Linked DNA regions of Zea mays: region 1 is linked to region 2. The links are chromatin contacts, called in public Hi-C maps. All regions are on one chromosome and are shown on one strand. Each heading gives the region's core, a stretch centred on a gene start, on an enhancer-like site or on the middle of the called end of the contact. The rest is flanking DNA. Distances are from core to core; before and after follow the strand shown.

Region 1 (4,181 bases), core at 1,208-3,707, 210 kb before region 2:
AGACTAAAAACTAGAGACTAATGTTTAGTCCCTCTAACCAAACACCCCTACATGTCATTAGATACGCCTCGTTGTCTGAGACACGAGCTGCAGAAAATAGGCCTACAGGGCCCAGGAAAAAAAACTGATGCTCTCATTGAGAAAGAATTGTGCGTCCAAAGGCCCATAAAGTGTGGCCCAAATAAGAACACACGAACGGTGCCGTCTGGCTTCTGCTCTGTATCAAGACACATTAAATTTTTTCTCTCTCTCTGACTAGATTAGATACGTTATCTATGTATTCTTCTTTCTGATCCATCCATCCATCCCTACTCACCGCCACCGGCAGCTCCTAGAGTATGCATTGCATACATGCATGCGTGTGATGCATCCTCGGCGTTAGGTGTGTGAAACCTATCAGAAGGGTTAGCTTCAGCCGCATCGACTGTACCCTGCAAGGAACCAAAATTCAGTAATAGCTGCTTCAGCTTTCCAGTGCTTTTCAGTTACAACTGTAAAAAAAGTAGTAGTATATATTTGCATGTGGGACTTCGGTTATGGTTTTTTTAACAAACAAGTAGTGCACTCGAGCCCAACAGCCCCAACTGGTTGCTCTTTCAGATAATTAAATTTCCAGAACCAAGCAGAAAAGGCGCGCCCTGCTCTCTTCTTTACTAGTGCGATGTGTATGTATGTTGTAGCAAGAAGAAGCAACGTCGTCGGGGGCTGAGGTGACGCAGCAGCAGTGCAGGAGGCAGATATAGTCGTTGCCGAGATGAGGAGACAATATGAGGCCATCAAATGAAGACGTTGGCCTACAAACAATACATGCGTTGTTAGGAGCCAACTCCCAGCACTAATAAGCCACGCCCTGATTTCGACCAGGGACCCAACTAGCTATAGCTAGCTAATAGGCATCTATCTTACGAGATGTTAAGTTGCAATTTCTCGTCTCTGTCAGCTGGAGTACCTTGCAAGCAAGACTACTGCCCCCTCCCCCACCCCCCCACTCGATCTCAAGAGTAGTCTCCTCTCGATCGGCGCTTAATAAGCTAGCCACTCTCAACAACATTTTTCCCCTTCTTTTACAACACGTTCCACTCATGTAAGGGAGAGGGAGATCATAGCCTGGGTCAATGCTGTCGCTACGTGACTGGTTTCGGTCTCTTTCCTTCTTGTAATTTTGTATAAATACTACTCCTTACGTTCTTTTTTTTTTATTTGTCGCGTTTTACTTCGAATATGAACTAGCCGGCGACAAGTGATGTTTGAAATTTCGGTTGCCAACAAACAAGCTTCGAGAACATTTGGTAGATAGGAAATAAAGATTTCAAAACTTTGTCGGAAATGGAAACGAAAATGGTAAGACTATATATATTTACAACCGAAAATGAAATTGCTCAGCGCTCAGTGAGAGAGAAGCCGCCTGCAACTGCAGCTGCAGCTGCAGCTGCAGCTTGTCGACGACGGTTACTTCATCGAGACAAAACGCTGCTAATCAGGGTGACAGTTGGAAGTGGATCATCGCGCTGGGTCGGAGAGGATTCGTGCTCAAGCAAGCGTGTGGGCAATGACATAGCCATCATCATCGAATGAGATGAGGCTGGCTGCTAGCTGAGTGGCTGCTATAGATAATACAGGATATAGTGTCTATATATCCTACCTTACAGAAAAGCTTCCGAGTTTTAACCAACAGCCAGCGCGCGATCATGACAGCATCATTTCCCACGTCAAAAAAAATCCGCAGAATCGAATCATGCGTAATTAGTATCCGTCAGACATGGCTGTGGCGCGCAATAACAGATGAACAGTGACTGTTAGGTGAAGGTAAGCATGCACGTCTGTCTGTCTGTCGTATCAGTAGCCGTGAATTTAGCCTACAGTTCAGATCCCACACACACTGATCTTTATGAACCAAGCAAAAGAATCCCCCCCCCAACCCCCCCCCCCCCAAAAAAAAACAGATAAGTACTGTATTAGTGTATTTAGTATTTTTCTCATACTGCTGTAGTTCAGTAGACCACCAGTGACGATAGTGAAACATACCTGCTACTACAACCTACCATACCTTCTTGTAGACTTCACAAAATACTATACAGGATATTCTCTCGACCAATCGAGTTGCAGCCTTTACTAGCCTGCGTACAACTGCACAGTCCATGTTGTACAACTATAAAGTATGCATCACACATGGCAGGGGTCCCCAAAAGGACACATACATGCTTGAAGTACTCCTACAGCATTGGCAAGGCAAAGGCAAGGCACAACGAAACAGTGTGACCCTCAAGCCCCTGCAGTCCTGCACTGCAGCAAAGTGCTGCCCTTTCGAGGCTTGGCAATCAAGCAAGGTTGGCCGGGTGTCATGTCATCGAGTAGGGAAGTAAGTGGGCATGCACTCCCATTCACCACCCCCACCAGGCCACCACCAAGAAGAAATCTATAAGACGCGGTCCCTCTCACCAAGTGCGGAGAGTTCCAAGGAAAGAGGCCATGGCCAGGAGGTGCTGCGGTCTGTCGACGCCTGTAAACAGCTAGCTAGACCGCGCGCTATGGCCTTGAGAGCGGTCGTGTGTGCACAGACGGGCATGATTTTGTGAGGGGTGTTATACCAGCGAGCATAATAAAGAGGGTCACTGACTGGAAGGAGATTAGGAGAAGGACTGCATTGCAGCTCTGGTGAAGTGCGAGCAAGATCTTGGAGAGGTTGTGGCATGTGGGACTGAGGGCTGTAAACAAGGTATGCACCTTTGGTTCTTCACACCATCTTCTCGTTTTGTTTCTTTTTTTTTTCTTTTTCCCACACTGAAAATTACCATGTCCCCTGCTATGATGCACTGTAAATATACAAATCATGCTAAGTTTCTCAGTGGCTGCTGAATTGCGCAGCACTACTGTAATTTTTTTTACACTTCTACACTGCACAAAAAAAATATAAGTACAGTAGAAATGATAGCGATGTCGGGTACCATGACTCCATGAGTCCGTAAAGGATTACCACACATTCAAAGTTCAACTTTACAGACTGTTAGTGCCGTGTTCGTGTGCTAGTTATTAGACAGACACAGGTCGTTCCTTCAGAACAAAGCGTCAGGCTAATTTCTTATTCTTGCCTCGATTACTTTACGATTTTCCAAGGCCAAAGATTTATTTATTACCCCTTCTACTTCTAATTGTAGGTCATTCCAACTTTCTTGAGGAGGTAAAACATCTCAAGTTTAAGTAAATTTTATATAATAAAATACTGACGCTTTGTATATCAAATAAGTATTGTTACATTATTTATTATTATATTTTTATAGTATAACTATTTGATGTCATAAATCTATATAGTTATCTCTATAATTTTTAACTAAACGTAAGATGCTTGAACTTTTAAAAAAATGGAATGATGAACGAATGATGCAAACTTTCTCACTCGTCCCGTTGTTCATGGAATTACACTACAGGCCTCCCTCCCTGGCAGTGAGAAATGTTAAAGGACGGTAGCAAGGAGAAATGTTAAGGCGGAGATGGGTAAGAAGGGAAATTGGTTCACTGCGCTCAAGAAGGCCTTCACCTCAAGCCCCAAGGAGAAGCCAACAAATGTAAGTTGGTACTCCAAAATCGACCCTAATTGATTGATTGATTATTATATGCATGTGTTAGCTACGTTTCGAAGCAGATTTTTCTCACCAGTAACACAGCAAAGACAAATCAACCTAGTTTAAAGGAAGGAACTCAAAAGAATTTGGGTTGAGTGTTGATTGCTGTGGAGTAACGTGCTCCATCAATGGCAAATTGTCGTGCGTGCAGGTGCATCAGCTGGTAGCGCAGTACCCGTCTACTCACGCGCACGGCTGGGAGAAGAAGCGATGGGGAGGCTTCGGGCGGTCGCGGCCGCACGCGGAGCCGGCGTCCCCGGCGGCGGGCGCGCTGATCAACATCCCGCTGTACCGCGAGCCGAGCAGCATCGAGAAGATCCTCGGCGACGCGGAGATGGACCAGCAGCGCCAGTACTACGCCGCCACCAGGGCGCAGTACCAGATCACGCCCGCGAGGCCCACCACCGCCGTCGCCGGTAGTGCTGCTTCTGCTGCTGCCGTGCCGCTGCCGCAGCCGGTGGTGGGAGTGGGAACAGCACGTGAGCGCGAGCGCAGGAGAGAAGACAAGCCGGCCGCCGTGGTGCTCCCGCTGCCGCCGCCGTCCCCTCCCCCGCTGATCAG
Region 2 (4,419 bases), core at 41-2,540:
CTCAATCCATTCGCAGTGTCCGCTCAGAGTAGTGCAGCCGCAAAGCCATACCAAACCTGGACCGAAATTCTCTTGAGAAAATCCCTTCAATGCCATTCAAATTTATACCAATCTCTTCAATACCATTGGAATTTATAGCTTCCCTCTAATGCCATTAAATTTAAATTTTAATCTTTTCAATGCCATCACCGTTGGTTTGAAGCTAACGCCGTTAGTTCCATTTAAAACAAATCCCTTCAATACCATCAAAATCTATACTGATCCCTTTAATGACACTAGAAAATAGTTTGGTCTATTTGGGTTTTAAAAATTCCAGAAAAAAATCTAGACTAAATTTTTAGAATTCCACTATTTAAAAAAAAACTTCAGCCCATACTTTTTGAAACTCCAAAATTACTTCAATATGTTAGTTTGATCTATTTGCTTCCTAATAATTTTGAAAAATTATATATGAAAAATTGAATAGATCAAATTGGTATAAATGAATAAACACATAGCTTTCTGGGTTCTAAAAAAATATGTAGTGAAATTTAAAAAATTATTTAAATATTGTTTAGAACTTCTATCCACATTTTTAGAACCCAAAATTTTTGAAACGCGAATATACCACATTGATTTTAAAATTTGGCTCCCTTTGTTATCATTAGTGTTTGTTGTTAGTTAAAAAATAGGAATAAAATAGACCAAATTGATATAGTGGAGTAATTTTTGGTGTTTACAAAAAATATGTACTGAAGTTTTAAAAAAATCGTGAAATTTTAAAAATCTAGTCCATATTTTTTATTCTTGAATTTTTAAAATCCAAATAGATCAAACCAATTTCTAGTGGCATTAAAGAAATTAATATAGATTTTGATGGCATTAGAGAAATTTGCTCAAAATAGAACTAACGATAATGATAGGGCCAATTCTCTGTATGCCATCAGAAAATATACCCGTTACTTGTGTGCCACTGGCCCCACATGTCATACACACAAAAAAATATACCTACATGTCATTCAGTAGCACATAAAGAATGAGTATAAAATCTGATGACATAACAGGAATTTTTCTATAATGGTATTTAAGGTATTAAAATTTAAATTTAATGGTATTAAAAGGAAGCTATAAATTTTAACAGTATTGAAAGAATTAGTATAAGTTTGGATGCCATTGAATAGATTTCCTCAATTCTCTTCCAGTGCCCGTCCTGCTCTGCTCTGATCCACACAACAAAAGTAACAGAAGACAGTGGCCCATTAATCAGGCCCTTGAACGGTTAAACCCTAGACGGCCTAGAGAGAAAGGAAAGAAGTGCTCCGGGGAAGCACCGTGACACCCTTGCTCGCCCGCATCTCTCTAACCGCCGGCGCCGGCGCCGGCGCCGGCCATCGTTCACATGGCTGCGATGCCACCGGCCTTCACGGGCAACCTGAAGGTGAGTGCTTAAAAGATCCCCATCTGCCATTGCCCGGTTCGGTTCGGGTCACACTCTGCCGGTTCCGGCGCACTGCGGGCGCGGCATCAACACCACCCATGGCCACCACCCCCATCCACAAGCGACGTCGCAGGTTTCTACGCGGGCGCGTTGCGTCTCCAGCCGTCTTCCGCCATTCAAAGAATCCTTTGTTCCTCCGGCCCCATCCGCCTACCTTCAATCTCCTCCGGAGGGGCATGGATGATTTGCCGCCGAGCTGTGCTGAATCGGGGGGCTGGCGTCCGTGGCATTCAGAGCTCCATTTTGCGCTTAGCAGTAGATTCAGTTCTCTGCAGTCAATAGCTCCAACACTCCTGGACATGGATATTGGGTTAACGTGACTGCGAACAATGGCGGACCCAGAAATACAACCTATGCAAGATTATTAACTGCTAATAACTATAGGCGGGATTATCATCTGGGTTCAAATATTTGGACTTATGTGCTCCTTTGAGGCGGCGAGGCAGCCACACCCACACGCAGTGGCCTGTGGCGCCTGGGCGGTGAGTCCGCCTATGACTGCGAATGTTATAATTTTATTGGGCATCCTTTTAGTTGATTGAATTGGTTGTAGCCTGAACCTTATCTACCATTTTATCTCCCCTGCTTGTCGTGTTCTATGTCCCTGTTCAGCAGCTATACCACAGTCTTTTATGCTCACAGAGGCAGACATTAGTGGCTTGAAGTGCAGCCAAACGGCTTAGGTTTATCTATCTCTTCTGAGATATGAAATGGGACATTGTAGGTTTATGCATATTCAGCCACCTTTGCTAGTTATTATGTGATTTTGTAAATTTCCTGAGCCTGCGACTAAATTATTTCAACATATTTAGTAATGCGCTGGGAGTATATGCAGAACTTAAGTACCTTTTCTGTTTGTTTTGTCAACAAAGTGAGCAAAAAACAATGCTTTGTTATGTGTGGCCATGTTGCATGAGTGAAGAAGCACGTGTTTCTTTCTTTTCACCTGAAAAGTAAAATAGTTCTGCAAGCAGAATCTCTAGTTATGGAATGTTATTTCTGAATCCGCAGTTCACATCATGTTCAGTCAAGTACTAGCACTGACGGTTGCTTCCTTTTTGATATGTGCAGAAAGCACTTGCAGGTCTGAGAAGAATCAATTTAGATGGGCTTCGATGGCGCGTATTTGATGCTAAGGGTCAGGTTAGGATTGTTTTTCTAGCTTGAGTAGCATGGATGAACTTATCTCAAGAAGGATAGAGGCTACGAGGTAAATTTTCTATGTGATATAGGTGCTGGGACGATTGGCTTCCCAAATAGCCGTTGTGCTTCAAGGCAAGGATAAACCGACCTATGCGCCACATGTGGAAAATGGAGACATGTGCATTGTACTTAATGCACAGGATATCAGTGTTACAGGAAGGAAAATGACAGATAAGATTTACTACTGGCATACAGGGTTAGTACCCAGCAAAAAATTTGTTGGTTACATTATTTATGAGATTTTTGTTAACTTTCTCTTGTTATGTGTTTATTCCCAAATAGGTATGTTGGCCATTTGAAGGAAAGGAGGCTCAAGGACCAGATGGAGAAAGACCCAACTGAAGTGATTCGCAAAGCTGTGCTGCGCATGCTTCCCCGCAACAAACTGCGTGATGTAAGTGAAACTGTGAAACTTCATTTCTCTTTCATTCTGCATTAGAAAACCTGGGCGCGCTTTGTCGCGCCATGATTGTGCCAGCCAGTAGCAGTTTTGTGTAATCTATGAGCTTTACAGTATGGACTATGGAGTAACTTGTATAAGTTTTGTCATATGATGACTAAACTGATCTGATCAATTGAAAATGAAATTGGTCATATTTTCTGTTAGAAATGAAAAGCGCCAAACAAAACATTGAAGGGAATGAGTGTAGCTTTCTAGCATGAACCAATGTTTTCAAGTTGTCCGATTAATCGCGATTAGTCACGATTAATCGTTCAAGTCGGGTTGGACCAATCACGGTTAATCGCCCAAGTCGTCCGACTAATCGTGATTAATCGCGATTAATCGTCCTAGTCGGTCAGGTAGAACAACCAGCAAGCTGTCCGACTTGAAAACATTGCCATGAACGTAAGTGTGTTTGGTCATTGATTTATAGTGAATGGATACAATAGATGCAATAAAAAAATAAATTAACACAAACCAATGCAAAAACAAAGAAACAAATGAATTTGGCATAGACTCTAAAACTTTAGTAGTAGCAAGGAAACTTTTTAAGTGCACGTTCCCATATTAGAGACATTTTTTAAACAAAATTGATTTTGCCCTTTCTAAGCTACCATGCAGCAGGTGGAAAAAAATTAGTACGGCCATATACTACTATTACTCTGTATGAAACAGGGGCAGGCCCAGGGCCTGGCTCATTATACTCTTTTATATCTTCAACATTTTATTCTTGGGAGGACCCATGCAGTTGAGAACAAACTTGCTGCTGCCATGAAGCCTCAGCATTGATATTTATAGCTGAGAGATTTATGAACACCATAGCCAGGTAGCTGAGCTGCCATCACCAGACCTATGTTGAATGTTGTTCAGTCTCATGTAAAATCTGACCATATTGTACTTAGACAACAAGAGTAATTGAATAAAAATATAGCAAGAGCATTCTTGTTTGAGGATATAACGATGATAAGTTAAAACTTATATATATATATATATATATATATATATATATATATATAATTGTTTTGAACATGGTTTATTTGTTATATCTGAAAATACAGTTCACAAGCACACAGATAAGTAGTTTTGTTAGCATTGAAGCAATATATACTAATAAAAGGCACAAAACACACTGAAGAATAGCTATGACCAAGCTGAACTCCAAGGTAGATAAAAAACTACAAGTGGATCACATATAAACAGATGCATAGGCAGCTTCTCCTTCGGTCCTTCCTCTGTTTTAATCTTTTATTTTCCCTTGCCCTCTCAAACTCTCCCTTCTATATACACCTAGTAACAG

The links. Hi-C and Micro-C count contacts between places; a contact is called where the count stands out from the background.
Region 1: a Hi-C map of tassel shows a contact between it and region 2, with 2.4 times the contacts expected there. The contact joins the promoter of LOC100286093 here to the promoter of LOC100273323 in region 2. A contact is called at or near these places in 7 of 25 Hi-C or Micro-C datasets (bundle sheath, ear, endosperm and 3 more) and 1 of 3 datasets of contacts at active chromatin or transcription factors (leaf).

Annotation. Positions count from the first base shown.
Region 1 is chr8:170,677,166-170,681,346 of Zm-B73-REFERENCE-NAM-5.0, reverse strand. LOC100286093 reads left to right here and starts at 2,457. Exons shown (of 6, transcript NM_001361378.1): 1 at 2,457-2,716; 2 at 3,426-3,563; 3 at 3,772-4,181. The coding sequence starts at 3,489.
Region 2 is chr8:170,470,455-170,474,873 of Zm-B73-REFERENCE-NAM-5.0, reverse strand. It overlaps LOC100273323, which reads left to right and starts at 1,290. Exons shown (of 5, transcript NM_001147764.2): 1 at 1,290-1,417; 2 at 2,549-2,620; 3 at 2,710-2,876; 4 at 2,963-3,074. The coding sequence starts at 1,379.